2 separate regions of the Sus scrofa genome follow, and region 1 is linked to region 2. Evidence: chromatin contacts called from public Hi-C data. All regions are on one chromosome and are shown on one strand. Each heading gives the region's core, a stretch centred on a gene start, on an enhancer-like site or on the middle of the called end of the contact. The rest is flanking DNA. Distances are from core to core; before and after follow the strand shown.

What was found. A called contact is a pair of places that touch in the nucleus more often than the background predicts.
Region 1: a Hi-C map of heart right ventricle shows a contact between it and region 2, with 6 times the contacts expected there. The contact joins the promoter of RASA3 here to the enhancer-like site in region 2. A contact is called at or near these places in 3 of 47 Hi-C or Micro-C datasets (embryonic fibroblasts, heart right ventricle and omental adipose tissue) and 1 of 2 datasets of contacts at active chromatin or transcription factors (skeletal muscle).

What each region holds. Positions count from the first base shown.
Region 1 is chr11:79,026,723-79,029,422 of Sscrofa11.1, forward strand. RASA3 (ras GTPase-activating protein 3) reads right to left here and starts at 1,269. Exons shown (of 24, transcript XM_003131110.5): 1 at 1,062-1,269. The coding sequence starts at 1,116.
Region 2 is chr11:78,810,478-78,813,177 of Sscrofa11.1, forward strand. No RefSeq gene overlaps it. Among named protein-coding and RNA genes, the nearest start is that of TMEM255B, 5.0 kb to the right of the region's middle. Within about 2 kb of position 1,289, at least 4 of the 83 cell types and tissues checked have an H3K27ac peak or open chromatin away from gene starts, as enhancers often do.

The DNA.
Region 1 (2,700 bases), core at 19-2,518, 220 kb after region 2:
CTCTGGGGTGAAAAAGTCTTATATCTCCAAGATAAAACAGGACCACCAGGAGAAGGTGACACTCTCTAGATAAACCCAGGAAGTCCAGACATAGCCTTCCAGCTGCACTTCCCTCCCCCAGCTCTTGGGTCCAGTGAGAAAGGCAGGCTGCTCCAGGGACACGACCTGAATGGCAGGCCGGGTGGCCAAAAGCTTCCGCGGCCAGTTCTCAATGGAAGGGGGGAGGGGTGGCTCCTGTGGCTCGCTGCCCTGAGGGAGCCCTGGGCCAGGGCGCTCCACATATTCACACACAGACATACACACACAATCACTCAGGAACACACATATGCACACACAATCCACCTACACAGTCGTGTGCACACCCAGGCACCAGTCAGCAGCCTGCCTCTGCCCCTCGCCCCGGGGCAACATGTGAAAGAGCTCACACGTTCCCAGCAAAGCAAGTTTCTGGGCGCTGCACTGAGCGGAGGTGCGGAACCCCGAGGTGGGTGTTTGGGGCACTAGAAATGTACGCATCCGGAGAGTCCCCACACGCGTGCGCGCGCTCATGCACACGCAGACACACTCCCAGCAGGGATGGGACCCGGGTCCAGCCGCACCTCTCCCTGGTGCAGGCGACCCCACCTGCGGGGACTAGGGGCCGCTCGCGGCGCGGAGGCACCGCGGGGAGCTGCGTCCCCCGAGCTCGGCCCGGCCAGTCCCGCGGAAGGTGGGGAAGGGGCTGCGGTCTCCCAGGAGATGGCGAAGGGGCACTCGGTCCGGCATCTCCCGAAGGTGGGGAGAGAGTTGAGGCCAGAGGTCTCCGGGAAGGTGGGGAGGAAGCCTTGGCCGGGCATCTCCCGAAGGTGGGGAGGAGGTAGCGGCCGGAGGTCTTGGAGGAGGTAGGGAGGGGTCAAGGCTGGGGATCTCCTGGGAGGTGGAGAGGGGAGCGCAAATGAGGAGCGCGCGTCGCCGGGAGGCGCCAGGGCCGCGGCCCTCAGCGAAGGGGTCGGGAGTCTGAGAGCGCCCGCCGATAGCCCCCTGGAAGGCCACGACGCCTCTGCCGGCTCCCGGGAGCTCACCGATCTTGATCTTCACGCTCTGGAAGACTCGGAGCCCCTCTTCCTCCACCGCCATGCTGGGTCGGCCCGGAATTCGTGCGCCGAGCCCCGCCGAGCAGCAGGAGCCAGAGCGGCGGCGCAGTCCCCGCGCTCTGCGCGCGTCTCGTCGACCGCGGGTCGGCCGCGCCTCTGTCCCCTGGCTCCGCCCACGCACCCGACCATTGGCCGAGAGCGCGAGCGTGGGCGGTGAGGCTCCGCCCACGGCCCTGCCCAGTTGCCTTGTGCCTGAGGTCCGCAAAGGGGCAGGAGCGAGACGGCTCCGCCCACATCCCAGCCCCAGATCCCCATTGGCCGAACCCCGCAAGGGGGCGTGGTCGGTATCAGAGAAGGGTTGGAAGGTACCACGCCGGGGTGGTTCACCCAGCAGGGAGGATCCCACAAGGGTTGCTGGAGGAACTGGGCCGAGGGGCGCTGGGGGGTACTGGGCGTGGGGAGGGCGCCAGGAGGGGACCGGTCAGCTGTCGCTGGCTCGGGGAGCGGGGGGCGGTGGCGAGGGCCGGGCGGAAGGGGGGGCGGGGACCGGGAGGGCGGGGCGTGGAGGACTAGGGTTGCAAAGAAGGTGGCGGGGGCTAGGCGAGGGGAGGCAGAATCTGGCGGGAGGACGCGGGAATAGGGAGATGTGCACATGATTTTAAGAAACTCAGACCTAAAGGAATCAAGGAAAAGAATTCTCTGGCCCAGCTCGGCCCCCTCAGAGCAAGTCCGCACTTGCGGACCAGCTGCTGGAGACCTGGCCTCTGGAGGAACAAGGGTTCCACTGAGGTTGCTGATTAGGCTCCGCAGATGTCCATTCCCTTCTGATGCCTTCCTGTCCCTCTACCGTGCCCTGGTCTCCCGCCACCTGGCTCTGAGTCTTTCAGGCCACGTGCACTCCTGTCTGCCCTTGCTGATCCCCATGCTACCATCCTCCCCTTATTTTCTGTCTCCTGACTTCCTGTCCACTTATCTCTCCTCTGACTTAGGAGTGCCCAACATCACACACACAGACTTACACACACACACACCAGAATACAAGCTTAATAAAGAGAGAGGCCTGTTTTTCTCACTGTTTTACCTCACTTCCTTAAAAAAAAAAAAAAAATGCTTAGGTACCTGTTGAAAAAGATTACTGACCATTCTTACCCTCCTTCCAGGTCCTCAATCAGCTGCTTGAGGCAACCTTCTCAGGACTGTCAGAGGAGGTGTTTACTCATGGTTTACTGAAGAGGCTGGGGTCAAGCCCCCAGTGTTGCTGCCTCAGGACCCCAGCAGGCTCCTGTAGTTGTGTGGCCACCCAGAGCCCACCCTCCTCCTAGCCAAGACTTGGCCTCCATCAGGGTAACTGAAAAGTAACCCCAGTTCCTGACCTTCTCAGAGGACCAGCTGAAACCCCAGTAGCAGCTGCATTGTTGCCAAGTGGCTCCTCTGTCCCCATCTTCCCCCCATTCTCTCACAGACTTTCCCTCCCAAACACTTCCAACCAGGTCCTGCACATGGATTTCCTCTTTGGAGTCTGTTTCCAAGGGAACCGCTGTAAGGCATCTGGGGCCAGGAGTGTCCAAGGAGTGGCCTCTATGATGGGGTTTGAGAGCCAGATGCTAAATGACAGCTGGCAGCCCTG
Region 2 (2,700 bases), core at 39-2,538:
CATGAGGGGGTGCAGGCCCTGGGGAAAGTTAGCTGCTTTTCCCTCGTCTGCGGCCAAGCCAGCCCTCCCATCAGCTCCTCCCCGCTGGACAGGCCTCCAGGGACAGTTGGGGGTCACCGGCCCTCCTGCTGGGCAGAGTCCTCCCCAGGCATAAGGAGGACGCCGGGCGACCCCACCGTCTGGAGTCTTCGGACTTCTCGGTGACTTCTCGCCTGCCCCACAGCCAGCCTTGCAGCCAGGCCTCTGGGACGGGCACACTCCGCGCCCTCGCAGGCCCGAAGCCCCCCCTCCCCCGCTGGAACCCTGCGGCCTCCTCTCCTCTTTTCTTCCCTCTTCGCCCCTCCCTCCCCCTCAGCATCCTCCGAGGCTCCCAGCTCTGCAACCTCGGATGCTGGTCCCTCCTCCAGAGGCTCTGGTTTGAGGGTCTTGGGCCCCAGGGGGTTCCCGTGTGCTGCTCTGATGTTGGGGGTCCCTGTTCCTTCTCTAGGGCAGCAGCTGCTCTCCAAGTGCTACTGTCACCTTCTGCGTTATGACGTAATAGTGTGTTTTAGTTCTCCTACTTCTCACTTTTAAAGTTCTTAAAAGCGAAGTCTGTATGACTCATCTTTTCGACTCTCCTAGCATCTTGCCCATAGAGGAATCAATCGGTATTTGCTGACTGCGTGAAGGAAAGATGAACCTAATTCGCTGTAGTCAGGGAAATACATGCCTTCCTATTTGGAAGATGTAATTACGCCCTGAAATTGGAGTGACCTGGGCCATATCTTGTTTCTGCCATTGACCAGCTCCTTGACCTCAGAAAAATTATTTAAAATGCTTGGTGCTTCGGTTTCCTCATCTGTGAAATGGGTAGACTGTTGTGAGGATTAAATAAGGCAGATGTGGGCAGTGGTGATCACAGGGCAAGGTGTGTGTGGGGGGCACCTCCAGTGTGAGCCTTGTCCCCACCTCCACCTGCCCACCCCGTCTGAGGGGTGAATCCGGTGACAGCCTCTGAGGGGCTGCGGCTCTTTCCGGGGGGAGTGGGGAACCTGGGTTCAGGTGAGGGCAGTGGAGGTAGGGGCCGCAGGACAATTCAGACCTTTTACACGGAGCAGGAAGGTCAGCATGCATTGATCACAACTACCCTCTTAACGTGCTTGTAATGGGTCCAGACCCTCCGACTGGCCTCAGACCAGCCAAAGACAGATTAACTTATCTTCTCCTAATTGCTTTTGTAAGAGCTGCATTAGATTAGGTTTTAAAAATACCCGATCCCAGACTCTCACTCCCTGCAGAGCCGGGCTGGATGCCAGCGTCCTCAGCAGTGCGGGGCTCAGGGGCGGTCGGTACTGTTGGCCTCAGAACCAGCAGCCCACACCCGCGGCTGAGCTGCTGGGGCTCGGGGGGGGGCCTCTAGGGTGGGTCCATCCCGCAGTGCGCTCCCAGGCTCTGGAGGAGCCCTGCTCTGCTCTGCTCTGCTCTGCATGGGACGGGCCACCTGGCGCCTTGGTTTCATTTGGGCCGGGGCGAGCCGGAGGGGGGCCGTGTCATAAAAAGGTGGGCCCGGGAACGCCGGTGGGGCTCAGGATCCCTGCCACGTAGCCTTGAGCGTCCCGAAGCCCACCTAGCCCCAGCTGGCATCTACGATGTTTTGGGAACGTCAACATTTCTTTGTGAACTAACACATTCCCTCGGTCCGTCGGAAAAGGCTCCCATTTCTGGCAGCGCACCTCCCTAAGGTTTTTCCCAGCGAACCTTTGGAACCACGCGCAGACCAAGTCTGTCTGGTTGCCCCCAGGGCCGGGTGAGCCTCTGAGCCTGGGTGAGGCGGCCCAGCTGGCAGGGCTGAGCGTGGACAGGGCACTCAGACACCGCACACCGAGTGCCGTGGTTGGCAGAGCCAGGCCTGGTTTTTAAGCAACCAACCAGGTCAGGCTTGTCTCTGTCAGGAAACGTTATAAATTACGCTTCAATTCAGACGAATGATCTGAATTGAAGCGTAATTCCTCCATGACCCCTGCTCACTTCTGGACTTGCTCCTACACCCCCCTGGGTAAGGCTCAGTGCGGAAGGGGTCTCCCGGGAGTCGGCCGAGGCTGAGTTTGTAGGGCGCCGCCTGACCGCGGTTGGTCACGATTGGTCCTTGGTCCACGATTTCTGGAATCGCCTCTGTTTGCCTCCCAGCCCCCTGCCCTGCAGAAGTCAGATTATGTACCCACGCAGCATGGGTGGCACCTCCAAGGAGAACAGGCTTGAGAGAGACGTGACTCCCAAGGGGGGCCCTGGGGAAGGGGGGCAGCAGGAAGGTGAGGGCGTGGGGCCGGCAGGTGCAGCCTCCCTCTGGTAAATGAGGGCACACGTCCTGCTTTCTGCTCCGCAATCGCCTTCGGCTCACGACACTTTTGTGTCACGGGGCACACATTGGGGTGATGTGGTCCAGTTTCCTTCAGCCTTTTTTGGTGATGCTGGGCTGGGGGAGAGGCAGCTGCCCACAGCCGTTCTCAGCAGGAAGTTCTGGTTTAGAGCCCGTGGCCCACAGCTGCCACTTGTCCTCTGGTTCAAACACCACATTTATTCTTGGACAGCTCTGGGGCCAGAGTCCAGAGTCGGGCTCACTAAGGTCAAGCTGTCTGGGGAGAGGCCGCTTCCTGCTTCTTCTGGCTCTGGCCACTGCCTGAATCTTGCACTCAGGTCACACTGCACCCCCAGCAGCCTGTC